Linked DNA regions of Mus musculus: region 1 is linked to region 2. Evidence: chromatin contacts called from public HiChIP or PLAC-seq data. All regions are on one chromosome and are shown on one strand. Each heading gives the region's core, a stretch centred on a gene start, on an enhancer-like site or on the middle of the called end of the contact. The rest is flanking DNA. Distances are from core to core; before and after follow the strand shown.

Evidence for each region. HiChIP or PLAC-seq counts read pairs in DNA pulled down with a chosen protein or histone mark.
Region 1: an H3K4me3 HiChIP or PLAC-seq map of bone marrow-derived macrophages shows a contact between it and region 2, with 4 times the contacts expected there. The contact joins two enhancer-like sites. A contact is called at or near these places in 4 of 115 datasets of contacts at active chromatin or transcription factors (the NIH/3T3 cell line, bone marrow-derived macrophages, embryonic stem cells and 1 more).

The regions. Positions count from the first base shown.
Region 1 is chr4:53,463,137-53,470,083 of GRCm38.p6, reverse strand. All of the region lies in intron 1 of Slc44a1 (solute carrier family 44, member 1), which reads right to left. Among named protein-coding and RNA genes, the nearest start is that of Slc44a1, 26 kb to the right of the region's middle. Within about 2 kb of position 5,578, at least 9 of the 459 cell types and tissues checked have an H3K27ac peak or open chromatin away from gene starts, as enhancers often do. A contact at or near this core is called in bone marrow-derived macrophages, where this site is marked.
Region 2 is chr4:53,185,470-53,192,135 of GRCm38.p6, reverse strand. No RefSeq gene overlaps it. Among named protein-coding and RNA genes, the nearest start is that of Abca1, 29 kb to the right of the region's middle. Within about 2 kb of position 4,160, at least 107 of the 459 cell types and tissues checked have an H3K27ac peak or open chromatin away from gene starts, as enhancers often do. A contact at or near this core is called in bone marrow-derived macrophages, where this site is marked.

The DNA of each region.
Region 1 (6,947 bases), core at 4,329-6,828, 280 kb before region 2:
ACTCTTGGTATTTGAAGAAAAACACTCCAGTGGTGTTTCACAGGTAGAAGCAGGCTGTTGTTTCCTCTTGACCATCTGCAGCATCTACTCTGGAAAATGTCTGCACTTCAGGAAGAGCAAAAATATACAGTGATTCTTTGCCATTAAGAAATCCCTTAGCCGGGTGTGGTGGCGCACGCCTTTAATCCCAGCAGAGGGAAGCAGAGGCAGGTAGATTTCTGAGTTCGAGGCCACCTGGTCTACAAAATTGAGTTCCAGGACAGCCAGCGCTATACAGAGAAACCCTGTCTCCAAAAACCAAAAAAAAAAAAAAAAAGAAAGAAAGAAACAAAGAAAAAAAAGAGAAATCCCATATCAGGGTCTTAGAGAGATGGTCCAATACCTAAGACCACTGCTCTTATAGAGTACCTGGGTTCGATTCTCAGCCACCCACAAGGTGGTTATTCTAAGGAATCCAACACACTCCTCTGGCCTCCGCCCTCTTCTGGCCTCCAGGGCATCAGGCAAGCATGTGGTACACAGACATACAGGCAGACCAAACGCCCAGACACATAGAGTTAATTAAATTTTTTAAAATTCCATACAAATGTTTGATGAGGGATCATATACAGTGTGGTCCACCTCAGCTCTGAAATATCTGTCCAATGGAAATGCAAGAAGTTGTGATATAGGACACAACATGGGCAAACCTTGAAAACACTCTGTGAAGGGACCCAGACGCCTGTGTGCAAGCTGCAAAACAGATAAATCTCTAGTTTGCAGTTAGCGCAGTGCCTGCCCCGGGGCTGAGTGGGAGTTTAGAAAAATGGGGAAGGAGAAGTAACTGGGGTTTTGTTAGTGGGAGAACAGCTTGTGAGCGTGTTCTAAAATTGATTAAGGTGATGATTCACACAACTATGAGGAAGTAATAAAAACCACCCAGCAGTAAATCTTAGTTGAGAAAATCGTACAGCTGTGGATTATATTTCAGTAAAGCGTTACATGAAAAACAGAATGTCCCCAGACCCTGTCCCCAGCCCCACCATGGGAAGTCCTGATTCCATGTGAACTGGAGGGAGCTATATTTGTACAGCTATCACATCAGACAGAAGAAAGCCAAAGTGCCCCGTCAAAGTGCTAAGGAAACCTGACAAATAGCCATGCCCTTCAAAGATTTATCTTAATTTCCAAGTATGAATCTTTGTGTGGGTGTGTACAGGTGATGGAGCCCATGGAGGCACAGGAGACATCAGGTCCCCTTGGCACTGGAGTTAGGAGGCTGTTATGAGCCACCTGACACTGGGTGCTGGGAACTGAACTCAGGTCTTCAACAAGAGCGGTGCATGCTCTTAACCACTGAACCACCTTTACAGCTCCCATGTTGTTTGGTTGGTTTGGTTTGGGTTTTTTTTAAATCCTAAGTTAGATTTACCAACTAAAGCGCTGATTTTCTTAGAATCGTCCTACTCTCCTTTATTTGATTTCATCTAGTCAGGCAGTCTGCTCCCTGTTCTCTGGCTGCCCCCAAGTTAACAAGCAATGTGTGCAACAAAACCTGAGGGCTACTGGATAATGGAACTGTATAATAGAAGTTACTACCTATACAGTGACTCTGGAGTGAGACAGAGTAAGTTGTTAACCTTATTATCACATGAGGTGGGGTCATGAAGGACTTCATTTGATTGGATTTTATTTAAAACACTATTTACCAATTAAAAGTAAATAATTCTAAGCCAGGAGGTGATATCACACACCCCAAGTTAAAGGACAAACTGGGCTACAGAGGGAGTCCCAGGGCAGCCAGGGCCATCCAGAGAAACCCTGTCATGGGAAAACAAAACAAAACAAACCAATCAACCCAAAACAAAACTATTTATCAATCACAAGTACGTAATTCTGAGTCAGGTGGTGGTGGTGCACGACTTTAATCTTAGAGTTTGGGAGGCAGAGGCAGGCAAATCTCTGAATTAGAGGCCAGCCTGGTCTACAGAGTGAGTTCCAGGTCAGCCAGGACTACACAGAGAAACCCTGGGGAAAGGGGATATTAACTAATTTGGCTTTGTCTTCATGCTGGCCTCACAGATAAGATTTTTCTAGTGTGTAGTTAGTTAAGTCTTTAATAAATTAGCATTCAGGGTGGACACACGGACTTTCTGATGCTGTTTGCATATGCTGACAGACAGATGCATACTTAGTGTATTAGTAAAATCATGAGGCTCAAATGCCCAGGGAAATCGATAAGTCAGTGATACTTGGTCAAGCCTGTTGACAGCCTTAGGTGCCTTGCATAGTAAACCTGAAACCTCATCTAATAGAGTTCAAACTCTATGTGTGGCCAGGAAGCACGTGTCCCAGGACAGCTATGAATAAATCGCAACACGAGCGTGTAAGCTTACTTAAAACATTATGGCGTCTTTATGTGCACAGATATTGTTTTGTAACTTAACTGTGCAGTCCTCAGATGTGAACCTTATGGTTGACAATGGTTTCAATGTTTCAATGCCAAAAGGCTGGGCCTGCCTGCCTGAAAGAAGAGGCTACTGCAGAGGGCTTCTGTGCAACTGCTGGAGAATGTGGTACCCGCATATAGGCAGTTTCTCCATCATCAACATCCAACGCACAGCCTCACCCTTAAAGACGGAAGCCCTGAGAACACATTAGGAGTGCGTTCTGAACCTATTTGCACCGCTATCCTCTCCTCACAGATGCTCCCAAGTCAGGGTGAAGGTACTAAAGGGTACCCTGACTTTGAGCAATTCTTCATCACCAGACAACCCAGCTGGCCCCCAGTTACCCCAAAGATGACTAATCAGTCAAGGGACTACAAATGTGAGGGTGACACATTGTCCCAAAACCTTTACACCCCTTTTAGTGTTAAATTTGAACTACCAAAGACTCAAAAGCCAACAGATTACTCAAGGTAAAGAAGAGAACAACGGAAACTCTAAGATCAAACACCAGTATGAGACGACAACTCCTAGTTCTGAGAGTCAATGGTCTCAGCAGCATAAATGCTTCCAGGAGAACACACGCTCACATCACAAGCTCTGTAAGACAAACCAGCTAGAGAGATCTAGAAAGTGATTAAAGGCCAGAAGAAAAGTCTAGAAATTCCCAAGTAAGTAAGGAATAACACTGAGGCATCCACTTAATAGCCCTGTAAATGACTGGCACTAATTCTGTTATTAAGGGGGTAGGGGTGGGGCAACAGATCAAACTACAGTAAATAAGTGCTTTAAAAATGCAAGCAGCTGGCCGGGCGTGGTGACGCACTCCTTTAATCCCAGCACTCAGGAGGCAGAGGCAGGCGGATTTCTGAGTTTGAGGCCAGCCTGGTCTACAGAGTGAGTTCCAGGACAGCCAGGGCTAAACAGAGAAAACTCTGTCTCGAAAAAATCAAAACAAAACAACAAAAAAACAAGCAGCTATCAATCTCCATAACTAGTCATTAACATGCCCCACCCCTAAGAAGCCATTTTTGACTGTCACCAAAACTAGTAAGTCTCAGACCTGGTACTGACTAGTTTATACCCTATTCAGGAAGCCAGCCCCACCCCACCCCACCACCCCACCCCCCAGGGTACACTCAGGCCTCTCTGTGTCCATTACAAGCCCTGTTCTGTTTTAAGACCTATCTCCATTAGTCCCTTAAAAGCAACTACCAAAGTAATAATTCCCTGGAACAGCCATCAAACAACTACAGGGCTTCTAGCAGTATCACACCCAGCTTGCAAATAAATTCTACAGAAATCCAATTGAAGCCTAGTTCCTACAATGAAAGGTAAACTCAAAGGGAAAGGAAAACAAACAAACAAACAAACCAGCCAGGCAGTGGTGGCACACAATGCAGAAATAGACAGATCTCTGAGTTCAAGGCCAGCCTGGTGTACAGAGCTAGTTCCAGGACAGCCAGGGCTACACAGAGAAAACCTATAAAAAAAAAAAATAAATCCTGCCTCCACAACCTGAGTGCTGGAGTAACAGGTGTGAGCCACCACATCTGACTGTTCTGGTTTTTTAATTCCTTTGGACAAATCCCAACAGGATCACATGCAGTGACTCACTTTACCATCCCATTTGTTATGTAAAAATAAAGTTCTGCATAGTCAAGTCAGGCTGACTTCAGATTTTCTTTCCCTCGCTGCTTTTAAGTCCCTTGACTATTTGAAATTGTCTCTACCTGCTATCTATTTCTTAGGATTTACTGTGATTCACATTTTAAGTTATCCAAAGCTTTTAACTAAATCTAATAACTAATAAATGGTTTGTTGATTCACAATGACTCCTTTAATAAACAACTTCTTACTTAACTACACATGCAGACTACTGTGTTCCACAGAACTTATTAATAAATGTAGTTGATTTTGTTTCCTAACTCACCGCTTACAGTCATTCTTCTTGTTTTTGGCTTTATGGCTTACTGCACTAATTAATCTTCTAGAACAATGTTAATGGTGATAATAATCTCAGTATAAATGTCTAACGTAAACTAAGTCCTCACTGTCAAAGACATTAAGTTACCTAACAAGTGAGTCTTGTTAAAGATGTAGCAATGGGTTTTATTTAAATACGTTAAGGTTTTTTGACATTTTATTTAATGTTATGTGTATGCGTGTTTGAGAGACTGTCTGTGTACCATGTGTGTGCACTGCCTGTAGAGACCAACAGAGAGCATGAGATTCTAAGGACTGGCACTCCAGATAGTTATAAGCTGCCATTGTGAATGCTGGGAATTAAAATGTCCTCTGAAAGAGCAGCCAGTGCTCCAAACAGTTGAGCCATTTTCATCCCCAACGCAACACTATTTGTATATGTGTGATTTTTTTAAAATTGCTTTTAAAACAGATGTTGGGCTTTTTTTCCACATTTGTTTTATTTTTATTTTTGTTTTTGAGATATCAAGTCATTAATGACCCAGAATAACCTTGAAGTCTAAATAGCCCAGGCTAGCCTTGAACCTGCAGTTCTGCCTCAGCCTCCCAAGTGCTAGATTTAAAAATATACACTATTATACCTCTCTTCACACTATTAAACTAATGTTATGGTATTTCTTGCTAAATGTCCACATATCTTCACGTGCAGTATTAGGAATAAAACCCCAGGTCTGCATGTTTGCTAGACCAGTATGTTACAACTGAACCATATCTGCAATCCCTGAGTATCTATTTGAACAAGAATCGCAAAGAAGCTGATCCTAGCTGCAGGTCAGACCTAAGAAACAACGAGGGCAGCAGTACAGTCGACTCTACAGTGTTTCCGGCCTCATACCCAACTGGCATCAGTCAGCATTATGTCCTAAGGTCACACTGGCTCCCAGGAGATTTTTCCCAGCATGCTGATGTGTTCAAGCAGAGGTAAGTTTTTTTCACTATTATTAAAGAGAAAGCATTGGCAACAGAAGACAACCTTGGGTGGGAGGATGGCTGGAGATCTACAGAAATGACTTCCCGGAGCTTATGTGGTGACCAACTCAGTGGCTTCAGAACACTGACTTCTTTTCAATGTGGGCTGCAGATGCAGAAGGAGATGCCCAGGCCTTCCTCTCTGTCTGAACTAATCAGGCTGTACACTAGACCAGCCCTTTGCCTCTTATGAAATGATGTATCAGAAGCAAGACTTCCTTCTCAAAGGACACAGGATTCCATAACATGAGATGACACAGACCTTCCCCAGTGTGAGCCTAGATAAACAACAGGCATAACTCTAGACAGCTGTTTATTCATTCGTACTTTTAGCAATTACTGGACTTTCTTTAAGCTTTCTTGGTTTAGTGTCCTACCCTAACTCTCTTTTCCCATCAACCCTATTGTTTCCAGTGCCTGAGTCTGCACATATGGAGTTATTCTAGGCTTCCCTACATAGTATGGTAGCAGAAACATTTGAATCCCTCATAGAAACAATTTGAACTGATGCCATCTTCTGCTTACTATAGGGTACTCTGATATCTGATAGGTAGGTAGGTGGATAGAAAGATAGATGATAGATAGATAGATAGATAGATAGATAGATAGATAGATAGATAGACAGACAGACAGATAGATAGATAGCGTAGAGAATGAGATAGAATATAAAAAGGTCCGTAGTCATTACAAATTCAAACACATTAAAATTTCATTCTTTAAAAAAATATTTATTTTCCTATGTGTGTGTACCAGGTTCACGCAGGTACCTGTGAAAGCTAGAAGACAGCCTTAGATCCCTTGGAGCCAGAGTTAGAGGGGTTGTGAGACACCCAGTGTGGGTCCTCTGAAAGCAGTCATAGCTCCCAACCACTGAGACATCTCTCCAGCCGTGAAAAGATGAAGTTTTTATACGATGTAAAGCATCCTAGGTCCCTGGTACCCACTACCTCTGACCTCAAGCTGCCCAGCCACTCTGGCGTTCTGACTGCCCTTTCTCCCTCTCAAACGCAGCTCTGTCTCTTCCGTTTTGACTTACTATCCTTCCTTTCCTGGCTATCAACCTAGTTTGTCTCTTCATTTCAGGGAGGCTTTTCATGAACACACTCACACACACATACACACACACTATGGTCGACGCTCACCCTCTTTCATACCTCGCTTCTCTCCATACAGTGAACATCTTTGTTAGCTAAATTACGGTATCTTACCTAGTCATAGATCTTTGTAGTCTGGAAGATCACCTAGGTATTCTGTGTTATATCCCAAGAATGTAAAACAGTTTCTAGCACATGAAAATGCTCAGTGTCTACTCACTGAATGAATGAATCAGGCTCGCTGTATGAGATGATGAACGAATTGACAGCTTACGACTGTGCCTCTTGAGGCTGTCACCTTAATCACCACAAATGCAGCAAGAATCTGGAGAAGATGAAGCGGACAAGTGGGCTTTATTTTACTGCAGACCTACAGCTAAGTTGGGAAAACTTGTTCCAGAGATTTATAGAGCCGTGTCTGCAGATCAAGGACACTGAGAATGACAGGGCTTTGAGTGGCTGGACTTGTCCG
Region 2 (6,666 bases), core at 2,911-5,410:
TTATTTTGTAGCACACCATCACTATTATAACCGGCTACTGAAGAAAGAATGCTTGTGATTTGTTTTGTTTTGTTTTGCTTTTCTGTAACACAGGCACGTAGGGTTACTTACTCTTTACCACTGTAAACTTTATACCTTGACTCACAGGTCCTGCTGGATTCCCCAGTGATGTCTATGGCCTTGGAATGTTTTTCTGTTTATCTGCAGAGTTGATTAATTGGGCACACTAATCATCTAACAAAGACCTTTTAAAAGGACCCCATCTTTGGTCGATAGAGCACTGATACCTGCCGTGTGAGCCTTGCAGTCCGTGTGTGGCTACCCCGTCATCAGTCATCCTTCTAACTCTCAGAGGATGAGAGGACTTTTGCAGGGCAGGACTGTTGTCCTCTGCTGTGAGCGTTCAGTCCACACTTTGTCGGAGATGATGGGAAAGGGTTTCTCTGGCCCTACAGAGTATCTGTGAAGCTGTTACCATGGGGAATTGGCATCTTACCTAGCTTTAATGTGCAGTTTTCCACAAGCCAAAGACAGATAGAGCTTCATTTGGCTGCACCTAGGGAAGGCTGAGAAGGCCAAGCTTAGACCACGGTGTATAGCTCCCACAAGCAAACTCATCTAGGCAGTGCCAGTAGTTAATAACACACTCCCATACACACACACACACACAGATGCATGCTGGAATCTGTTTTATGAGACTCACTCCCATCAGTAAAGCCAAAAACACTCACCTGTGTAAACATGATAAAGGTCTATTATCACATCAACGGCGAGAAACAGTAGCAGGTGAGAAACAAAATTATTGGTCAAAAGAACTATGATCAACAGAGTTAATGTGAACACGATACAGTTTGATTTCTACGAAAAGCGGTGATTTTACAATTCTGGTTCTCTCTCTTGAAACTTGATGTTTTAGTTCATGTAGCCATTTACGAGCTAGGCTGCCTCTCTCTTGGTAGCATGACTTTTAAGGGTTTTAAGGCAAGAGTCTGAAACTTAGTCTCTGAAAGAAATGATCTAGGAGAATTTCTAATTTGAAAGATCTGGAAGTTGGGTTCTTGTTCGTGAGGGTCATGGTGATTGTGTGTGAGAGGGTTTTATAGATAGGCTTGCGCGTGAGAAAGGAGATGCATTTTCGGTAAAAGGCATCTGGTGTCTCTCCACCTTACCAGAGGATCATGGGAGAATTCAATTTGTTTCTCTACCTTTGGTTGAAGGATATTTTTGTTTCTGTTTTTACATGTATTTATCTGTTAATCCATATATGTATAGCTATCTTGCCTGCGTGCGTGTATGTATATCTTATGCATTCCTGGTACCTATGAAGGCCAAAAGAGGTTGTCAGATCCCCCAAACTGGACTTACAGATGGTGATGAGCTGCCATGGGGATGCTGGGAACCAAACATGGGTCCATGGCTAAAGAAGTAAGTCCTCTTAACTGCGGAGCCATTGCTCCAACTCAGAGAGATATTAAATACTGCTAATCAACAAATATTGACTCTTCTTATTGATAGTGGGATCCTGAATAGGGGCAGTGACTAGAGGGGGGAGTTTAGTGTTCAGCATCACCCTCCTACTCGAAGAGTCCGTATTTAAATGCTTCAGAACATGGCATTTCTGGTTTATACATTCTTTGCCCATGTGTTTGTGGGTCTGCATTCTGCCCTGCTGCTGGGGTCTGGGCACAGCTTCTGGGGAGGCAAATCTCGGGCAGTGCTTGACTATGTTTACCCTAAGTCACTGCCACCCCATCGGGTGCTAGGCTTTAGGGAAACACTATGCACCCTTCAAGGGGTGGGAAAATGCAGTCTAAGATATGGGCGCTAAAGCTGGGGTTTTCTGACTCCCAGACATACAGTTGCTGCTGGGTGCCACACTGAGGAGTTGGAATGAAGGGTTGGGGGTCCATGGCCTGAGACAAGCTCCTGGACATTCAGGTACCAATGGGTATCAAAGAGCTGGGAACAGATTTGTGGAACCATGGGCTAAGGACAACAACGAACCCAGGGCTAGGGAAATAGGGAACTCTGGCTTCGCTTTGTGACTGTCCTTAGCTTAGCAGCGGTTGTCTGGAAGTGCAGAGAGGCCTTCTATGGGAGATTTAGGCTGTGGCTCTGTAGGCAAAGGCCTTCTCTGTGCTCCCTACAGCGGCAGTTCTCGATGAAAGAGACAGTCCATGTTTATCTGTACTGTTTATGCACAGCCACTCCTCAGAGTGGACCAGAGATTAAATATCTTTTGTAGGAGAAACGTCTGTAAAGGGAAGCTTATTGGCTCAACCATCAGGACCTCTTGGTACCTCATTAGCATGGAGAACTCTGTTTTTGCCTATGTGACCAATGTGGGGTGTGTGGCACATGTTCCAGGCCAGGACTCTGGCAGGGACCAGGGAGGCACCTACCATCTCAGGTGAGTACCCGAGTGCTGGGGTCTCAAACCCACTCTACCAAGTTTCCTGCCACCGTCCACTGCCCCACATGTGTTATTAAAAATAACTACCCCATTGTTTCTTTTCTTCCTTATTCCCATTCTCTTCTTTCTTCTCTTCCAGCTTCCTTTCCATCCATCTACCCATTCTCTCAATATTTCCTGAGCAGTTTTCTTCTGGTTTTGTTTGTTTGTTTGCTGAGTAGTTTTCATGGCCAAATTCCCAAGGCTACTTACTGTAGTCTGGGAGTGAGGAGGTGTCCTCGTTGGTTTTATTTTCAACTTGACACAACCAAGAGCCACCTAGGAAGAGGAGACCTCAATTAAGGAGTTGCCAAGGTTAGATTAGCCTTGGGCCACACCTGTGAAGAGTTGCCTTGGCAACGTGAAAGGAGAGCAGAATAAGAGGGTAGACGTTGAGTCCAAAGGGATATCAAGGGAGGGATTAGAGACAACCACAGAGTAAGCAAAGCATCTGCCTTCAGGAGGCAATGAGGCACATTGAGACAGAGGAGCCACACCCACTTTCTGGGCCAAATCCTTTTTGTCTCCAGCTTGTGGAAGTCTACGGTCTTTGCCAGAAACTGTGAAACTTGAGTTCCACCAAAATGAAGAAAAATGTTCAGACATGTCATGCAAGACTCTTTCAGGGAGTTTTCAGTGAATAGTTGTAGTCAGTCAAATGCCACCATCCAGTAATAGTTGCCAGTTTTCATAATCAAACTTAGAACGCCTACAATAGCTTAGCTCTACAAATGAACCCCAAATGACATAGGACACATAATAAAGTGTAGAAGAATCAGACAGTCCACAAGAACTGCCCATGAATCCAGGGGAAAACAGTGATGAAGAAGAATAGGAGTTGGGGGGGGGGCGGGGCATGTATGAAAACACCCAATTCCTAGTCAGATACAAAAGCTGAGGCTAAGTAGTATATGAAAAGCAGAATGTACTAATCAGGTTTCTCTCTTGGCCAAAACCAAGAGGGAGGGAAGTGTTTACTTCATCTTACAACTCTTGGGTCACATTCCATCCCTGAGAGATCTCAGAGCAGGAACTTCAAGCAGGAGCCTCGGGGCAGGAACTGAGGCAGAGGACACAGAGGAACGCTGCTTCTCAGCTTGTTTCCCATGGTTTGCTCAGCTTGCTTTCTTATACAGTCCAAGGTCACCTGCCCAGAGTGGCATACCCCAAGAGGACTCGCCCCTTCCACATCAACCATTCATTGAGAAAATGCCTCAGAGGCCCACTCAAAGATGTCAGTCTGACTGAGACAATTCCTGAACCGAAGATCCCTCTGCCCAGGTGACTCTAATGGCTTCACGTTGACAAAAACTAACCCAGACAAAGCTGAAGTTTTTGTACCCAAAGCATCAGGTACATGATGAGAATGCTCTACTGGAAGCATCTATTCCTTCACACAGCACGTTTATAGGGGCAGAGCGGAGGGCTGGAGGTGGTATGTGCAGGAGCACAACTCACCATAGACATCTCTGTGTCACAGAATCCCATTGTAGAAGCATCTGTTGCTTTCTCAAGTTCTTGATTATTGCACTTATTAAATGTATCTGAGGATACAATTGTTAAATATACTTTATCATGAAATATATAAATAAGTAAATGCACTAAGAAATTAGCAATAGCTATTAAAAATACAGCTTTTTGAATATGGGCAAAATACCAAGGCAAGCTAAAAAAAAAAAAAGGAAGTATTTGGCTGACTAATAGTTCTGAGTTTTAGAATGTTCTATTAAGATCTCAAGATATTTAAATACTAATGATATTTGCTCCTACATGTTGTTGGTATTCTGTCATGTCCTATCTTTTAAGGCAGTTACACATCTAAAAGTCATTTTTGAAAGATGTCTGATATCGGGAATGAAAGCAAAACTAGTGCTTACCAGCTAGAAAGGAGGATGGAATTGGCAGAAAAGGTAGTTGGGTCACCAGAACACTATCCTCAGACGATAAACTATAATTCACTGTTTAAAATCTTCTATAGGGAAATTACTCTTTCTAGTGTAAAGTTCCATGATGTAAACATCACCAAAAATCCAGTTGCTTAATAGCTTTCTCCACCAAAAACCAAAACAAAGCACGACCTGACCCTTTGTAGCCAACTCTGTCTGTCGCCCTCAGCCCCTGGAAACTGCTATTGTCTGTCTCTCCAGCTTGGCCATGTTTTTCCAGCAATATAAAAATGGAATCGTACAGCCACACAGGAACTCTTTAGTCAAGGAATTCAAAACAAAACCAAGCAAAGGGAAACACAAGGCAGAGCTGCATTTCCTAAAATTCTAGGGAAGTGAAATTCCCCATGTCAGATACTTCACAGCTCCCTAGTGCTTCTGTTTCCTGAGCAAGGTGGCTTTGGCTTTGGCGTTGCCTTTGCTGGGACTCATACCAGATTGCTTGAAACACTGAAAGCAATTGCAGCTGCTTCCTGTGTGGCCTTGAAGCGAGTCTGCACTGAGGATATCACTCTGTGGTATGCCTGCTGTCTGTGAGAGAGCCATTGTGGTGTTTTCCTAGCCATTTTTTAAAAACATCATCTGAACCGAAGAGGAAAAAGCGTTCCCTGGGGTTCAATTAAGATTTTCCTGAAGACAGCAGATAAATCACAAAACTAAAAGGATCTCACATTAGAAGGTCAGCTTCCTGCGGACAGGAATCTAAAATTCCTGAAACACAAAATCACAAGGTACACAAGAGAAAAACTGAGGCTGTGAAAGTGCAGGGACCCACAGACTTGCGGTGCTGCCTCTGTGAGGCAGACAGAGCTGTCCTGGGAACATAGTGAGGGAATCATGGTGCTTTGCTGCTCGCATTGCAGCTTGCTTTGTGTTTTTGTCTTTAAGACCTGAAGCTCCTTCCTGACCCTCCTGCCTTCACCTCCCAATAGCAGGGCTTACAGATGTGTAGGCTGGAATCTAGGCTGCACCTGGCTCTCTCCATCTTCCTCCAGATGGCCCTTACTCACCCATGCCAGGCTGGGAGAGCTGCTGTCTGGCTGTGTTCTGTCTTGACGTATTTTCTTTCTGGAATGTCATCATCTTAGCTTGTTTTTTTTTTTTTTTTTTTTGCTGCTCCCATATAATGCCACAGATTGAATAATTCATGAAGAATATTTCGTATGACTCTGGAGGCTAGAAACCACAAGAGTGTTTCTAGAACCCAGCAAGGTCCTTGGTGCAGTGTCTTAAGGTGGCAGAAGGGCAAGTGAGTGCAGGGGGGGAGGAAGTTGAGCAAAGTTATCATTTTATCAGGACCAGATAACCGGGCCATAGCATCAATCCATTCATGAGACCAGAGTCCTTATTACCTAATCACCTCTTAGTAGTTCCGCCTTTGCAGACCTTTTGCACTGGGGACTACGTGTTCAGCACACAGAAGTAGGGATGTCTCAAGCAATATTCATACCGTATCACCCATTTGGCTTTTTCCTTCCAGTGCATAACTCACTTACATCAAAGCACTGAGTGACTGGTGGTTTGGACTCTGCCTTTCTGCTTATCACCAGTGTTAGCAGTAAGGGTGCCAAGGGAAATGGCATCAAATACAGTGATGAACACGTGGCATAATGGCTCTGGGATAATATCCCCATATTTCCTTACCTCTCAAGTTATGATATAATCAGAACCCTGGAAAATGCTTGTACATGTGCTATTTTGTTGTAGATAGGGTTTTATGTAGCTAAGGCTGGGCTAAAACTTGGTATTTATTTATTCGAGGATGAATTTGAACTGACTCTAGGAAAGACATTAGTGAACTGGAGCAGATCAAGTCAGCGTAGGCATAAGAAGTTTACGGTGTGAAGAATGGGAAAGACAACTATGGGTATGTGGTGGTCTGAACATAGCCCCGCTAGACTCATACCCTTGAATGGTTGGTTATCAGGGAGTGGCACTACTTGAAGGGGATTAAGAGGTGTGGCCTTGTTGGAGGAAGTGTGTCACTGGGGTGGGCTTTGGGCTTTCAGAAGCCCAAGCCAGTCAGTGTCTCCCTCACTTCTCCTGCTGCTTTCAGATTTGGATGTAAAACCCTCAGCCACTCTGGCCCCATTTTTGCCTGCCTGTCACCAGACTCTCTGCCATGACAGTACACTGAACCTCTGAATCTGTAAGTAAGCCTCAACTAAATGTTCTCTTTTCTATGAGTTGTCATGGTCATGGTGTCTCTTCACAGCAATAGAACACTGACCAAGACAGCCTCATGCTCACACTGAGCACAAGAGAGGA